2 separate regions of the Muntiacus reevesi genome follow, and region 2 is linked to region 1. A link is a contact called in public Hi-C data. All regions are on one chromosome and are shown on one strand. The core of a region is the stretch at or near the end of the contact, and the rest is flanking DNA. Distances in the headings are between cores, read along the strand shown. Region 1 holds the start of CCDC90B (coiled-coil domain containing 90B). Region 2 holds the start of DDIAS (DNA damage induced apoptosis suppressor).

What was found. Hi-C and Micro-C count contacts between places; a contact is called where the count stands out from the background.
Region 2: a contact with region 1 is called in a Hi-C map of blood, with 3 times the contacts expected there. The contact joins the promoter of DDIAS here to the promoter of CCDC90B in region 1. A contact is called at or near these places in 2 of 3 Hi-C or Micro-C datasets (blood and muscle).

The regions. Positions count from the first base shown.
Region 1 is chr5:12,282,395-12,287,332 of mMunRee1.1, reverse strand. CCDC90B (coiled-coil domain containing 90B) reads right to left here and starts at 2,353. Exons shown (of 9, transcript XM_065936973.1): 1 at 1,847-2,353. The coding sequence starts at 1,946.
Region 2 is chr5:12,626,188-12,631,125 of mMunRee1.1, reverse strand. DDIAS (DNA damage induced apoptosis suppressor) reads left to right here and starts at 2,642. Exons shown (of 7, transcript XM_065936991.1): 1 at 2,642-2,749; 2 at 2,860-2,987. It overlaps PRCP (prolylcarboxypeptidase), which reads right to left and starts at 2,597. Exons shown (of 9, transcript XM_065936994.1): 1 at 2,558-2,597; 2 at 781-963. The coding sequence starts at 948.

The DNA of each region.
Region 1 (4,938 bases), core at 1,104-3,603:
TCAACTATACTTGAATTAAAATTAAAAATTAAAAAATATTACTAACTTTAGAGTCGTGACACTTCAATGACATAGCTGATTATTAATATATATTTTTTCATGCTGGTCTGTTGATGTATGCTGTGCTAGTTCCATCAAGATTATCAGCATTAATATATTAAATAATAAACTAACACAAGATCTATGGACTCCACATCCAGAGACTGACTTCTCAGGGACAGCCAAAACTGTTTTAAGAAGCTCAGTGTTTCTGATGTTCTGCTAAGCAAGAGAAATAGTAATGAACTAGGAATCCAGCACCAGTGGTCACAAAACTTACACAAATAACATCTTCCTGTGCCTTGTTTTATCTTTAAAATGGTAATTCAACTAGATGAAAACTAAGATCCTTCCCTGGGTCAGAGACCAAGGTTTTCAAATTCCTTGATTACTGACTTGAGGCAAGCTTAAACTACTTGAACACTGTAAACAATCAATAAATATTTGTTTAGTGATGAGGGACCCAAATTATATTAGCTCTGAAAGTTTACTAAAGATTGAGACTGGGGTGATTTCCCAGGGTTCAAAAAATATCCGTTTTTTGTACAGTCCATCATAATGTGTATGTATGCTAAACTCCATGGGGGTCTCAAAAGAGTTAGATATGACTGAGCGACTAAATACACACACCAACTCAACATCTTTGTTGTCGTTCAGTCGCTCAGTCGTGTCCGACTTTTTGCAACCCAATGGACTGCAGCATGCCAGATTTCCCTGTCATTCACCATCTTTGCAGCTTGCTCAAACTCATGTCCATTGAGTCAGTGATGCCATCCAACCAGCTCGTCCTAAGTAAGTACAAATACCGTGCCAAGGACCCTGGGCACTAAACAAGTCTTAGAGATGGGGCGGGGGGTGTCAATAACTGCAGCCTTACTGTGTGACTAAAATGAAACGAGCAAAACAGCACAAAGTTGTGGTGCTGGGCAGCTCAGTTCACCCGGCACTGAAGAATTAAGGTGAATTCTTTCGCGGTTTAGTGATGAGGGACCTAACATCACTAGATCTAGTGACCCTAGATCACTAGAGAACGCTGAGGTTAGTACGAAGTGCCTACTCTGCAGACAACCCCAAAGGGTTTAAAAATTGTGGGGAAAAGATTCTGGGAATGACTCTCAATAAATTCAGTTGACCAGCACACACTGGTGACAGGCGCGCCCGCCCGTCAACCACTGTAGCTTCGCGTGATCACGTTCCTTTTGCTTGAAAGGCGATTGCCAAATACTGAAAACCACAGCGTAAATAAAGCGCTGGTTGTTCAGCCGCTCAGTCGAGTCCGACTCTGTGACCCCACGGGCTGCAGCATGCCAGGTTTCCCTGTCCTTCATCATCTCTCGGAGTTGGCTCCCGAGTACCGAAAACTAGAGCGAAACTAAAGCGGACCTGACGGGAAACGTGCGCTGTAGATTACCTGGGCTGGAGGACGGCACCCGAGTAACAGTCTAAGTTTGAACAAACCGCGAAAGGTGACGGGCCTCTCCGGGCACAAACTACAACACCTGCGAGGGGGCGGGGACGACCAGCCTCCTTCGACAGAGAAGGGTTCAGAGAGACACCTGGCGGGGCTCGAGCGAAAGAGCCGGGCGGGAAGACAGGCCTTCGGAGGCTCGCGCTCCCGTTCTCGGCCGTCGCGCCTACCGCCTCAACCCCTCGGGGCGAGGCTCGGCAGCAGGGTCGCCAGGCCCCGGAGCGGGCTGGAGGGAGGCGGCGGCACCCTCGCGTTCCTCTCGCCCAAGCCGGCACCAGCCACCGGCACCACCTCCCCACAGAGCACACAGGCATCGGGCGACGCGGTGCCTTTTCTCACCTCTCCGCAGGGCCGGCGAAAAACGCCCACAGGGGCTCGAAACCCGGCGGCTCCCGCCGCCTTCACAACGCAAGAGCGGTCGAAGCCAGCGGCCCCACATTTCACGGGTTTTCCAGCCGGAGGCAGCCGGGTGAGAAGACAGGGCGAATCGCGCTCAGGCTTTCGGGCAACGTAGTTCTGGCGCCAAGAGCATGCTGGGAAATGTAGTTTTCGGCCCGTAGCAACTACACAGGGCTTCCCGGCACAGGCTCGCACCGCGCGCGGTCTCGCGAAGTTGGGCCCCTCCACAGACTGACCCGGAGCTCACCAGCATGGTTCACAGCGGCTCCGCTTCTCTCACCGCCTCACCCCAACCCGTACACGCCGTTACCGCCCTAAGAAGCGGAATCTTGTTTCAGAACCTCCCGGTGCCCGTTCTCTGGCAATGAGGTGTGCAGCTAAACGGCCGACTCCCGCCGGAGAGCCAGCGGCCATCACCGGTTTGGATTGGTGGACGACAGAGTCACGTCCAACCCCGCGGCAACCTGGGACGTGCAGGTCTTGGCCGCCGAGCATGCCGGGAGTTGCGCAGAGCGCTTCTGGGAAGTGTAGTCCCCCCGAGGCTCTTATTTCTCATTTCTTGCCGCTTCTCCCTCTAGTGTAGGGGAGGACCATATTTATTTGGTTTAGTTGCTGTCTTGAGGGAAATTGAATTCTCTAGTTTCTCGGGACGACCTGATTTATATATCACCATTTTATCTCTCTCAGACCTCAGTTACTCCAGTTTTCCCCACATGGTAAAACGTTAAAAGTAGCAGCACACAGTAGTTGTGGGGTTCAGATGCGGGGATGCCAGTACTTCGACCACCTCATGCGAAGAGCTGACTCATTGGGAAAGACCCTGATGCTGGGAGGGATCGGGGGCAGGAGGAGAAGGGGACGACAGAGGATGAGATGGCTGGATGGCATCTCCAACTCGATGGGCATGAGTTTGAGTAAACTCTGGGAGTTGGTGATGGACAGGGAGTCCTGGCGTGCTGCGATTCATGGGGTCGCAAAGAGTCGGACACGACTGAGCGACTGAACTGAACTGAACTGAACTGATTCTCTGTAAATTCTTTCATATTAGTTCAAACGACAAAGAACCTGCCTGCGGTGAGGGAGACCTGGGAACATCCTCTGGAGGAGGGCATGGCTGCCCACTCCAGTTTTCTTGCCTGGAGAATCCCCATGGACAGAGGAGCCTGGCGGGCTGCAGTCCATGGGGTCGCCAAGGGTCGGACACGACTGAGGGCCTAACACAGCAAAGTGGTGAACAACCGCCAGATTTTCGTGGCTTAATTATTCTTACAAGAATGTAAACTTAGCACTCAATCTTACCGATTTGTTTTCAGCGCTTTGCGTCAGCCGAGTGACAAGCACCGTTCTAAGCACTGAGACACGCTAGAAGAACAGGAGTCCCTTCGCCACCACATTGTTAACCGGCTATACCCCAGTGCAAAATAAAAAGTTTAAAGTAGGGGGGGAAGAAAGAAGAGAAGGAACACAATTCCTGACAGGGCTTTAACAGTGTATGGAGAGGAAATATAAATGATTATTTAAATATTGAAAAACAAAGAACAACCCCTCCTCAAAAAGAGTTTAATCTCACAGCTTAAAAAAAAAAAAGGTATAACAGAAGGATATATCATTATTACCTGTTAAACATTTTCTAAAAAATAATGATCAGTTCTACCAAATAAACCATCAGATACAGTTGCGCAAGCTACTGGCAGGAGTTTATGTTAGTATAACATATTTGGAAAACAATGTAATAATATATATAAACTCTAAAAATTGAATAGCTAATTTCACTTCTAAGAATTTACTCTAAAAAAAATTACCTTGTAGCTAAGATTTTTTTTAAGTTTTTATTATTATTTATTTATTTGGCTGCACAAGGGATATTTTAATTGCGGCATGTGGGATCTAGTTCCCAGACCAGGGATTGAACCTGGGGCCCTCCGTTGGGAGTGTAGCATCTTAGCCACTGGGCTACCAGGGAAGTCCCTGTAGCTAAGATTTAAAAAAAAATTTTAACTCTTGCAGTGTTATTTATAATAATGACAGATTAGAAATAATCTGGTGGCTCAGATGGTAAAGAATCCACCTGCAATGCCAGAGACCTGGGTTTGATCCCTGGGTTGGAAAGATCCCCTGGAGAAGGGCATGGCAATCCACTCCAGTATTCTTGCTTGGAGAATCCCCATGGACAGAGGAGCCTGGTGGGCTACAGTCTATGGGGTGGCAAAGAGTTGGACATGACTGAGTGACTCAGCACAGCACAGAAATAATTTAAATATTCAAAATGATTCAGTAACTTGCAGAAATATCCCTAATTGGAATATTATGCAATCATTGCTGCTACGTCGCTTCAGTTGTGTCCGACGCTATGAGACCCCATAGATGGCAGCCCACCAGGCTCCCCCGTCCCTGGGATTCTTCAGGCAAGAACACTGGAGTGGGTTGCCATTTCCTTCTCCAATGCATGAAAGTGAAAAGTGAAAGTGAAGTCGCTCAGTCGTGTCCGACTCTTAGCGACCCCATGGACTGCAGCCTACCAGGCTCCTCCATCCATGGGATTTTCCAGGCAAGAGTACTGGAGTGGGGTGCCATTGCCTTCTCTGATGCAATCATTAAAAAAACTTAGTGACAAGAAAATGTTTAATTTGTATACTTATATAACTATATCCCCAATATGATTTTAAGTCTGTTAAATGAGATAAGTAAAGTCAACAGGTGTTATTAATAAAAATAACTCCAACTGCTCTTTAGGAGCTCTCAGTATACTGGAAGAAAAAGACCAGTAAGTGAGAACACAAAATTTTTATTTACCTTAAATTCAATAATGATTATGAAAAAATGAATCTCTTTAATATTAATACATATTATTATTTGTATTACTATAAAATTCTCTCCCCAACACACACACACAGTGTTGATGTTGGGCCAATCATATTCCTTTCTGCGGAATTAGTGACTGAATTCAGGGATTCTTAATCATCTTCTGAAATTGCTGGAACAATAGCAAGTGAATTTGGGAGCCCACACAGCCTCATTTTGCCAAAGAAGTA
Region 2 (4,938 bases), core at 1,393-3,892, 340 kb before region 1:
TTTTATCTCCTGCCTTAGCAGGCAGATTCTTTACCGCTGTGCCACCTGGGAAGGTCATCTATCTTTTCACAGGCTCCCAGAAATACAGAACTGTAAGTGATATTGTCATTTCACAAAAGATGTACTTCTTCATCCAGGCTTCTCTGGGAATACCTACCTCATGCTTCAGCCAAGCACAAAGGTATCATGCCTACCTTAAACCTCTAAACTCAGACTTCAGAACTACAGAGATGCTCACCTTCACTCCCCTCTCCAAATTTTGACAGACTCCTGCAACTTCCAGGGAAAGTTGAAAACTCTTAATAAAAGGGTTACAAAAGCAACAACTCTGAGTTGAGCATGAGACAACAGACTGGCATTTTTGATTGAAAAAATATTATATATTATCTGGTAAGATATTAGAAATTTGAACTTAGGGGCTGCTTTGGGACAAAAGATGACTGTCACCGCGAAGTAGGCTCCAGAGCTGGCATTAAATAATTTCAATTTGGCGAGAGGTCAAAGGAATTTTAAAGCATCCTCTGCAAGCAGGAGTTGAAGTGACTGTGATGGTCAATCACAGAAGGGAGTGTAGAGCCAGAACTGACAATAAATTATTGGTGACGGTAGGTGAGTTTAAACAGACTGAGACTTGGGGCCACCATCTGTAACATGTGAGTCAAAGGTCGGACAAGTCCTCAGCATCAGGGTTCTGCAATTTCGGATGAGCTCCGGTGCCTGAAAACCACAAAGCCCCAGTTCTCGCCACCCACTCGGACACTCCAGCCCTTTTGGCCTTACCTTCTGTTGGATGTAGCGAATTGAATACTTCAGGGTAATAGTGGGGCGGGATCTGAAGCTGGTTGACCAGGGCAGGCTGCTAGGGGCCCTCAGTGACGGCGATACGGGGCTGGAGGCCCCAGGAGTTAGGAAAGCTAGGAGCAGGAGCAGGAGGGAGCGGCGCCCCATGGCTCTGGACCGCGGCTGCAGAGCGGGTAGAAGGGAGACAGGCAGATGCACGCCGCCCCGCCCAGCCCGCAGCTCCGCCCCCGAGACAGGCCCCGCCTTCCCCGGGGAAACCCCATGCCACCCCGCCCCTCAGCAAAGCCTCTCAAATTCGAATTGCCCAAGCCATTCCGACCCCTGTCCCAGTCCCACAGGGCGCCGCCAGATTTCATTTCCCTCTTGTACCGTGCCCTCTTTAGAGTTTACCTTTAGTCCCTTCCGACTCAAAGCCTGCCTTTATCATCCCAGGGCCCCTCCTATCTGACCTCTGAACCCCATTCTTAACTATATCACTCCCCCACAAACACTTTCCCCCCACCCTATATCCTCCCGTTTATCGTCACTGCCAAACCCTGCCCTGTCCACCTCTATTTCATCGCCACATCCTTGTCCTCCACAAACCCTACATAATAATAGCGTGTGCATGCGTGCGAACGCGCTAAGCCGCTTGAGTCCTGTCCAACTCTTTGCGACCCTATAGACGGTAGCCTGCCAAGCTCCTCTGCCCATGGAATTCTCCAGGCAAGAATACTCGAGTGAGTTGCCATGCCCTCCTCCAGGAGAATCTTCACAACCCAAGGATCTAACCCAAGTCTCCCGCATTGCAGGCGGATTCTTCAGCGTCTGAGCCACCAGGGCAGCCCCGGGAAGGGCTACTGCCAACTAAAAACTGGTACTAGCCACCAGCTCTACAAGGACTAAATCACTCACTAGTCACTCAGCCCTGACAGTCAAAACAGCCTGAAAGGAGGAGCTCAGGGTACAGATCTGCTCCTCCTGACTGGCAGCGGCACCTACCAATCCGTATTAATGTGTGCATATCCTGCCCTTTTCACTAAAATCATATATACTACTAACCTTCCCCACTACCTCTTTGAAGCAGTTCCTCAGCGATATGGGAGACGCTGTCTCTAGGGTTATAGGCCTCATTTTGTCCTACTACAGGTCACGATAGCACTGGTCTTAGTGGCAGACACTAACTCAATCATGGGTCGTGTATGACTGCTACCCTCACTTACAGCTGAGGACACTGAGGTGAGGAGAGGTGCCGGGACTTGCACTAAGTCACTCAGATAGGAACCAGTGTAGCACGGCTTCCTGGCTCCTTTGCACCGCCACCTCCGGGTCAGCCTAATCACCTCCTAGGGGACTCTGGCGGTTGGTCACCCCTACACATGCGTGAAGCCCACGCAGTCCACTTCTCAACTGAGGTCGCCTCGGAATCCCACTAGGTCCGGGTCCCTGCTTCCAAGCTACGCCCCCTTCCGTCTTCCGGCACCCAGCTTCGGACCCCGCCTTCCCCTCTCCTTGGGGGCAGTCCCAGCCTCAGAGGGCGGAGTCCCCTTCGGTCTTCGCGACTCTCCCACCACCGACTTCCGCTTCTCCTTCCAGTCAGCCAGGTGAACGTCTGAGGGGCGCTCCCACCCACTACCACCCTTCCCGGGGTCCCTACGCCTAGCTGGCTCAACGCTGCCTCAAAATCAACTGTACAGACTGTTCTACTGCTCCATCAGTTGGGAAAGGACACTTGCCAAACCCTCTCTGACAAAAATGGTCGTTCCCAAAAGCTCACAAGTTGTCGCGTTACATCTCCACCCTCGGCGGCGTCTTCTTCTGATTGGCTCTGAGGGCAGACAGTCATGGCGTCACTTCCGGCGGAAGGAAGCGCGGGAGATTCGATTGGCAGACACTCTCTTGCCGCTTGAGTCCTGGGGGTCCGCGTCACTGAGCTTCGCCCGGGCAGGTTCCTGGTCTTCTACCTCAGGTGAGGAGGTGCGGGAGGAGATTCTCGGGGAACAAGGGCCGGAGACTCCTAAGAAGACCCCTAAACGTCGTTCTGAGTGAGCCTCAGAGCATTCTACGTTGTTTTTTCAGGAGTCAGTCTCTTCCATAAAAGGGCGGTTATGAGAGTAGAAGAGTGAGAAGGTCTGTTCTTTTCATTTTAGACGGTGCTGTTGCAGTCAATCAGAGAGCGTCTGTGTGTGCCATCGGCCTGGAAACGGGTAAGTGTCTGGAACCCGAAATACAGGGAGGAAAAGGTGCTACTGCAAATTTTGAGTTGCTCGGAGGTTCGTACACAGCTGGCTGCTATGCCCAGTAGTATCTGCTAAAAAGGGATCTTTTCCAAACTGCTTTGATGACTCAGAGGGACAAGTGCTTCAACTGAGCAGGGTGTTCAAACCAGAAACAAGTTTTCTAGGTACCTTCCTTGTCTCTCACATCAAGCCATACCAACCTCTTGAATATCTCAATCCATACACTTCTCGCCAGTTTTACTTTGGTTCAGCACAACAGTTTCCTAACTATGACTGTAGCCTCCCAGCTGGTTCTTTCAATTTCCTTACGTTCCAATACAGTCTCCATGTTGCTAGGCTGATAAAGTACAGATCTGATCAGGGCACTCCCCATTAAAAAACCTTTCCTTTGGTCGCTCCTGTTTGCCCTCAGGTTTAAGTCTAAACTCCTTAACGTGGTTAACGGGGCCCTTCTTGTCTGGCCTTTGCCTAGTACTCCAACTTTGTTTTTCCACCTCTCCAGCCCTGTGCTCCAACCACATGGAATATCCTTTTGAGTCCCTCAAATACACCATTCTCCCTCACCTTCAGACTCCTTCTGAATCCCATTCCACCTAGTTCTTACTCATTCTTTAGGTCTCAATTTATGAAGCTTTCTAAATCAGGAAGCCTTTCGTCATCCTGCAAAATTGGGTCACAAAGAACCCAGTAGTTACTTACTCATTCTACAGATAGTTTTTAAGCGTCTCCCTCTGTGCCAAGAACTTCTAGGTATTAGGATCACAATGGTGAACAAGATGTGAGATTCCTTCCTAATGGAACTTAAACTTTTTATGTGTGGATTTAAAAAGAGTGAAGTGGAATATATTTGAGTTAGGTTTGTCTGGGAAGGCCTCTGAGGAATTGACACTTAAATTGAGGCCTAGAAGATGAGAATGATCTAACCATGCAATAGAAGAAAGGAAGAAAATTCCAGAGTGAACAGGTTATGTGAAGGCCTTAAAGCAGGAAAGAACTTAGCATCTTAATGTTCAAGAAACTAAGAAAAGGCTAGTGTTGCTGGAATGTGTTCAGAAAGGACAGCTGCATGAGATGATTTTTTTCTTTCTATCTCTAACCCTGTCCCCTTCCCCATCTCTGGAACTTTACCTGTCATAAGTGCAATGAACAAACTGTGCTTGACACTCACTAAGAGTTTCCTGAGTAGTGTTTTTAAAATATTTTTCATCATTATTTCTCCAAACAAAAGAGGTTTTGTCTGTTTTTTGTTTATTTGATTTTTTTTTTAATCTCCTGCCTTCCTCTCCCTTTTCCAGAATTTTCATTTTAATGTCAGAAGATCATTTCTCAAGGACTTGTTATGACTGCCATTAGAAAGATTAGACAAAGTATGCACTCTTAGAGGGAGGCTATTAGACAGCTTTAATAAAGCAACTCAAAATAACTACCCTTTCCATAGCTGAGGAGTCTGTCCTATAATATATGAAATGGGAAATCTGAGAGCAACAGAATGACAAAGATTTTCTTGCAAAGCAAGAGCAGTTTGAGGAGGAATGAAGAAAGGGAGAGGAGTTAGTCACATCTTCTTTTCTGTATGCCGTTAGAAGTGTGGGCCAGTTTTTTAAAGGAGTGCTTTCATCCTTGTCCATAGTCTTAGACTGAATCAGTCCCCCTATTATATTTTCTCATGGTATAATGTACTTTTCCTGTATAGAATTTTCCACCTATCTCTTACTAAGCTATAGATCTAGTGACCAGGTAAGGACCTTGTCTATTTTGTTCATCACTTATATTATTCCCATCACCTGGTATTTATCAACTGCACAATAAATAATTGATAAATAAGTAAGTATATTTGAACTTGGACTTCACAGGTGACACTAGTAGTAAAGAATCTGCCTGCTGATGCAGGAAACACAAGAGTCGCAGGTTCGATCCC